2 separate regions of the Mus musculus genome follow, and region 1 is linked to region 2. A link is a contact called in public promoter capture Hi-C data. All regions are on one chromosome and are shown on one strand. Each heading gives the region's core, a stretch centred on a gene start, on an enhancer-like site or on the middle of the called end of the contact. The rest is flanking DNA. Distances are from core to core; before and after follow the strand shown. Region 1 holds the start of Zfp541 (zinc finger protein 541). Region 2 has its middle 19 kb from the start of Meis3.

Evidence for each region. Promoter capture Hi-C pulls out the DNA fragments that hold promoters and counts their contacts.
Region 1: a contact with region 2 is called in a promoter capture Hi-C map of macrophages, with 6 read pairs. The contact joins the promoter of Zfp541 here to the enhancer-like site in region 2. A contact is called at or near these places in 3 of 39 promoter capture datasets (the C10 cell line, embryonic stem cells and macrophages), 1 of 15 datasets of contacts at CTCF or cohesin (the NIH/3T3 cell line), 2 of 484 Hi-C or Micro-C datasets (the 63-12 cell line and bone marrow-derived macrophages), 1 of 115 datasets of contacts at active chromatin or transcription factors (microglia) and 5 of 9 other capture datasets (adipose tissue, embryonic stem cells, liver and 2 more).

The regions. Positions count from the first base shown.
Region 1 is chr7:16,069,308-16,073,749 of GRCm38.p6, reverse strand. Zfp541 (zinc finger protein 541) reads right to left here and starts at 1,905. Exons shown (of 16, transcript NM_001099277.2): 1 at 1,502-1,905. The coding sequence starts at 1,808.
Region 2 is chr7:16,192,534-16,196,593 of GRCm38.p6, reverse strand. No RefSeq gene overlaps it. Among named protein-coding and RNA genes, the nearest start is that of Meis3, 19 kb to the right of the region's middle. Within about 2 kb of position 2,688, at least 45 of the 459 cell types and tissues checked have an H3K27ac peak or open chromatin away from gene starts, as enhancers often do. A contact at or near this core is called in bone marrow-derived macrophages, macrophages and microglia, where this site is marked.

The sequences.
Region 1 (4,442 bases), core at 656-3,155, 120 kb after region 2:
ACATATGCATATTTACTTATATGGGCCTTAATTTAAGTTTTAAAAGCATAGAGTTGAAATTTAATGCTTGGGCTGGGGGCATTGTAACAGTTGAATATAAAGAAAGGCTAAACTGAGCAGAACCCTAAGAATAACTGATGACAATTAGGGTTCCTGTGTCCAGGAAAACACGCATCTCTTTCACGAGCACTTTTCAGTATCACCACGGCCCAAAGTGAGTGCCATATTACAACCCTGGGCCTGGCTAGTGCCATAGTCAGTCTTCCCATGTGCACTCTCCTAAGTTCCTAAGACTTCCTGCTCTGCCATCATTCCAACACAGACACAGGCCTGGTCACTGCTTGGTAATCTTTGGAGTGGGGCCTGCAGAAATCTTTCCCAGTAGCAAGTTCTTGCTACTTCCTCAGACACAATCCCAATTACTGAGTTTCAGGCATTTAGATGTGGACTTCCCTTCAAACAGTGGGATTATAAACTCCCTGGACCTCTACCCAAGTCAACCCATTGAAGCAACTTTCCAGGAACCAATAAAGAGGATCAGAACCAAACCAAAATTAAACAAGAGAACTCCCTTCCACAGGAGACCAACAGCAAACTAAAATGACACTCACACAAGCTGCTCAATTATTTCACTAATTCTCTCCTTTTCTTCGATGGTTGAAGAGAAAACCTTGGAACTGAATCAAGGCCCTATTTAAGATGAAGTATTACTGACAATATTGGTTGTAAAAAACAACTAGCTGGGCATGGCACAATCTATAGTCCTGGTTCCTGGACAGACTGAGGCAAGAGGTCTGATGGAGCCTCAGTGTTCTGAAAAGATGGCAAGACCTCCCTCTTTTAAAAAGACAAAGCAGGATTTAATCAAGCACCTGTCTGGTACATTATGGTCTATGGGAGGCTTTTGCAGTCTTCTCCTTTTCATGTCTCACCATTGTTCTAGAGCAGTGGGCATGTGAGGATTGGGGTCCCCTTATTTTACATGACATGAGGTCTGGAAAAGCTGGACTAGTACAAGACAGAATGGACAGGATCCCCACTTACTCTGGACAAATGCTCTTGAGATACAGCAGTAATATAAACGTCCCCTACAAGCCTGATGGTCTGCCTCCACACAGATCAAAGATGGGGATGCCAGTCTGTGGGATGGCTCGGTGGTAAAAGCACAAGCTACGGAAGCCTGAGGACCTGTATTTAACACCCAGAACCCACAAGCTGACAATTCCAAAGTAGGATAAAAGCCTCCTCTACAAGAAGAGATTTTTGTTTTGTTTTTCCTTTCCTTCCTTCCCTTTATTAGCATGTTGAAGTCAGGGTCTTACTATGTAGCTCTGGCTGGCCTCTATTTGCAGTGTTCCTCCTGTGTTTGTATTCTACATGCTGGAGTTATGAGCAGGCATCATCATGCCCAGCTAAGGAGACCTTTCCTAGCCAATGCCAGCGGATTCAGTCCCTGGCTACCTGCAGGAACTGTAGGTGCTCAGTCCATGAGCAGCCTCACCTTGTAAGGAGGTCTGTGACTCAGAGTCTGCATATTCTTCCAGCAGCTTCACAGAGTCACTGTCCTTCCCCGAGTATAGGGACAGGGTGTCCAGATTGTCCTCTAGCACTTCACTGGGCATATCAGATGTGGAGAGACTGGGGTCAAGGTCCAAACCGCTTAAGCCAGCGTAGAGCAGGTCCCGTGTGCTGGGGCCCAGGTCCCGGTTGAGTGTGTCACTGCAGTTGAGCACTTGACTTTCAGAGAAGGATGGGAGGTGCCCTTCTGATGGAAGTGCTCCCTCTTCCCCAAGACTGTATGGCTCCATGGCTTTCCACTGCCAGGTCCTGGCTAGAGCCCGTCTCCAGACAAGCAAAGCCGTGTCCAGAGTCAGGAAGGGAAGAGCCCTCGCTGGCAGCTAGCTCCTGAAAATGAACAAGGACGTATTAGAATCAAGAGGTGGTAGGTGTAGTAGGCAGAATGTAGACTTGAAAATGGAGCCACTGAGATGGGTCTGTTCTTAGCCATTTAACCTTGCTGCACGACCTTGGGCAAGATCCATGAACTCCATTTCCTCATCTGTCAACTAGACAAAAGAATAACACATGGTGGACTGCAGAGTCCTCTGCCTCCAGTTATAAATATTAGAAAGATCAAATAGACTTTAATGTGTGTCTAGGCAGAAAAGACAAGCAAGGAAAATCCCAAGGCCAGCAACAAGGAAACTCAAAGTTAGAGTCTGTGCAGGCACAAGTCAGTCCACTGGGACATCCAGGCCCAAGTTTAAGCCTGGGGATGCTTGTCCACTTGTTCCATGTGGCCAGGAGACACATGAAATACCACTGCACAAAGGGAGGCTTACTGTGTGTGTAAAAGAGCCTGGACTGGGAAAGTCTCATACAAAAAAAAAAAAAAAAAAGTAAATACAATGAGTTTTAATATAGAGTAAATGTTGAAGTTAGGTTGGGGGTGTAGCTCAGTTAGTAAAATGCCTATCCTAGCACACTCAAACTTCTAGGCTCCACTCAGCATCACATAAACCAGGCATGCCTGTAGTCCCAACATTTGGGATATGGAGGCAAGATATCCTTGGGTAAATAGATAGTTTGAGGCCAGCCTGTGTTTCATGAGATGCTGTCTCAATAGTCCTATCACCCTGATCCCCAAAAAGGAATAAAAGAGGAAGTTTTACTAACCACATTCTAAAAATAAAAAAGATTACAAGGAAGTACTATGAAGAACTGTGTTTAGACAGTGCACTCACACAGAAGATAGGCTACAATACACACCCAATGTGTTAAGTCATTGAACTCAGATACAAAAAAATCAATGAGCAAATTTCTAGAAATAGACAGATTATCAAAATTCACTCAGAAGAATATATGAATGATCTTAAAACAAATTAAAAGATAAGGGGATATGCAGTGGTGCCCACCTATACTTCTAGCATGCCAGAAGTTGAGCGAGACAAGTCCTTGAATCCAGGAGTTCAAGACTGGCCTAGGAAAAACAAGCAGGAGAAGAAAAGAAAAGAGAAGAGGGAGGAAGGAAGATAGGGATGAAGAGAGGAGAAAGATGGGGAGGGGAAGCAAAGGTAAGAGGAGAGAGAAATGAAAAGGGAAGGAAGGGAAAGAAAATACTAAATTCATATTGAATTCAAATAATTCTCACCTATCTTACCACAGAAACACAAAACAAAACAACAAAACTTTATTATGTGGTGATGAAACATGCCTTTAATTGCAGCACTTGGGAGGCAGAAGCAGATGGATCTATGTGTGTTGAGGCCAGCCTGGTCTAAAAAGTAAGTTTTAGGACAGCCAGGACTACACAGTGAAACCCTGTCTTGAAAAACCAACAAAACAAAAATCTTTATTAAAACTCTTAGTAATGGTGAAAGGTTCAGGGGCCCAGCAGGCCTCTACAGGAAAATATGACCTGCTGGATGGAGCAGAGCTCTAACTTACCCTAGCCCATCCCACTCCCTGGCTCAGCAGTGGTCATGAAGAGTTAGCTATGTGTCTGGTATGGGTTCCTGATGCTGAAAGAACAGAGTAGAATTTGTTCTTAAAGAACCACAGCCTCCCATCTGACCTATCCTGGTTCCCTGAAAGCCCATGGCAAAGGTCTTGACCTTATTTTATCTAATTTGGGAATTCCTCAGGATGGAGATGAGCTGCAAGAGGACAGCTGCTGCAGTCTGGGGCAGGAACTGATAACCTTAAGCCAAAACAGAAAGCTGGGGTGATGGTGCACTGCAGGATAACAACTCTGAGAAGCTTTCATCTTAGGTCTCTCGCAGCACTAGACACAATCATATCACACCACCCAGCAACCGCTCTCCCTGGAGCCACCTGTATAGCTCAAAGTACATGACCACACAAAAACCTGCACACACGTTTTCATGACAGTTCCAGCCATAGATGTCAAACCTGGAAGTTATCAAGAATCTCTCACAGGTGAATGGAGTATTATTCAGTACTAAAAAGACAGTTAAGTGGAATATTGTGCATGATGATGCATGCTTTTAATCTCAGCATTCAGGAGGCAGAGCCAGGAAGATCTCTATAAATTTGAGGTCTGGTCTACCTGGCATATTCCTAGACAGCTAGGGTCCCATAGTGAGACCTTGTCTCAAAAACAAACAAACAAACAAACAAACAAAAAGGCAGTAACCAGGACTGGAGATCACTCAGCAGTTTAGAGCACTGAATTTTCCTCCAGAGGAACTGGGTTCAATTCTCAGCCCCCACATGACAGCTTACAATCATTTGCAACTCTAATTTTGGGTGATCTGATGCCCTCTTCTGAACTCCATAGACATATATGCAGGCAAAGTACCCATACATGTAAAATAGAACAAATTTAAGGGGATGGAGGCAATAAGCTATCAAATCACAAAGGAAGGGAAGGACCAGAAATGCAGAGATTATGAGAGTCAGCAGAAAAGGCCATATATTGT
Region 2 (4,060 bases), core at 1,439-3,938:
ACTCCCACTCCCACTCCCACTCCCACTCCCACTCGGCCCAGCCTCTTGTGACACATGCAGCCTCCGGAGTCAGAGGTGGAACCCAGCTGTGGTGTTATTAATGCATTGCTGTGACCTCAGTCCCCGACAGAGCATCTTAAGGCATGAAGGATTTCTATCCCCAGTCTTCACTGCAAACTAAGGAAGCAAGAGAGTGGACAGAAGTGAGGGACTTCCATCAGCCTCACACAATAATACCCTCGGGGCTGGGAGACACCTCAAGTGGCAAAGGGCCTGCGGCTCAGGCCACCTGAGTGTGGATCCCAGAATCCACACTAAAAAAAAACAACCAAAAACCAAAAACCAACCAAACAAACAAACAAAAAAAACAATTAAAAAGCTGAGCCTAACAACATGGGTCTAACTCTAATGCTGGGACTAGGGCCAGAGGCAGGATTCCCTGAGCTCGTGGGCCAGCCAGCCTAGCCAAAGACCTTGTCTCAAAACCTGGTGGAGACTGATCAAGGAACATACCTGGTCAGCTTCTGAGCTAAGACACACAGACAGACACACAGACGCATGCACACATGCACACACATGCACATATACATACCCTACACATACACACACATGTGCACACATGCATATATATGTACATATGTGCACACATGCACACACATGCACGTATACATACACACACACACACGCATGTGCACACATGCATATATATGTACATATGGGCACACATGCATACACCACACATACAAACAGTGCAGTCAGCTGGCAAGAAGTGGATAAAATAAGTGAAGTGCTGAATCTGAGAGAGCAATAAAGCAGGAGGCCTAGGGACAGAAGCAGCCACCATTACAGGCCCCGCAGTGTCAAGTCCAAGGGCCACGTCCCAAAACAGACACAGTCAACTCAGTTCAGTGGGGCACTTTCTTGAAAGACAGCCTACGAAACTCACTGCATTGGTTGCTTTTCTCATCTGTCTGAAAGAAACAAGGGAGGGTGGGTCTTAGGGTTCAGAGGGTGCAGACTGTGGTGGGGAGGGTGGAAGCCACTCATAGAAGGTCTCAGGAAGCCAAGCTGGGAACGGAGCGAGCCTGAGGCCTTTACAGCCTTGTGCCCAGGAAGGTCCATGGCTTCTCAAACCAGTACCACCATCAGGACCAGTTAGAGACACTCACTCATCAGGAAATAGACTGAAGAACTCTATGCATGAACTTAAGTGTACTGTTGGAGACAGCAGTGCAGGCTGTGTGGCATCCTCAAGCCCAGCATGCAGGAGGCAGGAGGAGGGTGCGGAGTTCAAAGTCAGCCTCATCTACACAGCGGCTTCAAGGCCAGCCTGGGCTACATAACATTTGAGAACCTTAGCCTTTAGATGATGAACATAGAGAAACTGTCCATTTTCTCAGAAGGTGCTCCCCCCACCCCCAGTGCTTGGTCTCTTCTCACCTCCATGCTGGAGCTCAAGCTTGGCTTTGATTATGATAGGTTAGTGGGCTCACTAGCTCTCAGCAACAGCAGCTTCAGTGATCACCAGAGAAGAATGAACAACTACAGAGACTCCAGCCACGTCCCAAGATGACAGGGAAAGATGCCGTAAGGTCCCAAGTCTGACCTTGGGAGAGCTCCAGACATCTAATCTCTTACCTTTACCCAGTTGTTAAACCCTAGTGAGTATGATGGGCACACACCTTTAATAGAGACACTCTGAGCTGAGATAGAAGGACCTCAAGTTCAAGGCCAGCCTTGGGTGCAAAGCAAGGCCTTGTCTCAAAAAAGTCAAGAGTTGGGAGTGTGGCTCAGCAGTTGAAAGAAGGTCTAGAGTCCCCCAGCGAGGGGGTGTGGCTCAGTGGTAGAGCCCCTGCCTAGAATCCCCAGTGAGGGGCTGGGGGCATGGCTCAGTGGTAGAGCCCCTGCCTAGAATCCCCCAGTGAGGGGCTGGGGGCGTGGCTCAGTGGTAGAGCCCCTGCCTAGAATCCCCCAGGGAGGGGCTGGGGGCGTGGCTCAGTGGTAGAGCCTCTGCCTAGAATCCCCCAGTGAGGGGCTGGGGGTGTGGCTCAGATGTGCAGTATTTCTCAGAATGTGTAAAAAGCCCTGGAGTTCATCCTCAGCACAAGAGACAAGTGAAGTGTGGATGCACTGTTTTCTCATGGGTGAAGCCTAAAGTTAAGAACCATGGTCATGATCATGCAGGGTTCAGGGCAGGCAAGACAGCCCATTGTGTATTAGTTTCTATCCATCCTTCAGGGAAGCTCCTTACAACAGAAAGTAAACAATTCAAAATTGCTTCAGGAAGTCCCTAAAACTGACCAGATTCATTAGACCCCAACCTCACTAAGAGGAAACAACAAAGGCTTCTGGGAGTTACTCAGACCAGCCAAGCCTCCTGGTATTGTTCTGACCAACCGAGTCTCCTGGAAAGAGCACTCTCCAGCCTGTTGAGCTGCCTGCAAGCTATGCAGTGTGTTTCAGGTTCCCAGAGCTGTCACCCATGCCTGGGTGAGTTGGTGATACAGCTGTCTTTGAGTTGTTTCTGCTCCTGTAAGTTGCCCCTCACCTATACTCCTGTGAGCAACCACAATAAAACCCATTGATTCACTAATGTGGACTTTGACGATATCCACACGTTGGCCTGTTGTGGGCTCCCATCTGGAGTGAGCAGTCATGTGATACATCTCCCCAGGAAAGTTCTGTCACACAAAGTCCACAGAGAGAGGAAGTGGGTTCTTAGCTGCCAGGCCTGGGGTGTGAGGTGGAAAGTGACTTATGTAAGGTGTTCCCCCCACCCCCTCAGATGTTTAGAATATTCTAAAAGCTACTACCTCAAGATGGACTTATTGCAAAGTCTATAATGCCAGCGCTTGGGAGACTGAGAAGAGAGAATGTGAACTTCAAGACCAGCCTGGGCAGTTTACTGAGATCATGTCTCAAAGGAAAAGCAAGCAAGCTAGCAACTGAACAAACCCCCAGAAAATAGTATAGTACCAAGCCTGATTGTGTGAGCCACTCGCATGCCCATGAAAGCAACCTTAATTATGCCCTGTGGCTCACCAAACAAGCAAGCAAACTACATCAGAACAGAAAAGTCTGCAAGTGCAACTGTTTTGGGAATAAAAAGGAGTCCAGCCAGGAGTGAGAGAGAAAGGAGAGAGGAGGGAAAGAATCCAGGGTTATTACATATATGCATAAAATTGTCAATAAACAGAAACACTAAAAATTTTTAGTGATAGTAGCTGGAGAGATGGCTCAGTGGCTAAGAGCACTGTCCAAATCTTACAATGGCTGCTCACAGCTCTCTGTAACTTCAGTTCAGGGGGATCTGATGCCCTTATACAGATACACGTGTAGACAAAACAATGCGTGGAGATAACATGAATAAACTGAAAAATTATTAATCAATGATGTGCAGCCTAAAGGATACACAATTGTGTCCCAGAGCTGCCATTCGACAACGTCTATGAGGGGTCTGTATGTAAAAGGTGCTTGGTGGCCTGAGTTTAGTCCCCAGGACTCTTTTAGGAGGAGAGAGCCCACTCCCTCCTAGAGCTTGTCCTCTGACTGCCATAGGTATGTAGCACACAGCCTCCTTCTCTCAACAACTAAAGAAATAAATAGGAAAAAGAAAAACACATGGCTTTAATCCCAGCACTAGGGATGCAGAGACAGGTAGATCTCTATGAGTTTGAAGAAGCTAGCCTGCTTTACATAGTTAGTTCCAGGGCAGCCAGAGCAAAATAGTTAGACTGTCAAAAAGAAAAAAAAAAAAGAAAGAAGGAAAGAGAGAAAGAAAGAAAGAGAGAAAGAAAGAAAGGGAGGGAGGGAGGAAGGAAGGAAGGAAGGAAGGAAGGAAGAAAGAAAGAAAGAAAGAAAGAAAGAAAGAAAGAAAGAAAGAAAGAAAGAAAGAAAGAAAGAAGGTGGGGGGGGGGGGGCAGGGAGGGAAGGGATTAAAGTTTTATGGCTCTTCAGCGCCACCTTGTGGGCTCCAGATGCACTGCTGCTCCATGGTCCCTGCGGGCTGTGAATAATGAGTTCCGGGATAGATGAGGCACTCTGGGCTTCAGTGATTAGA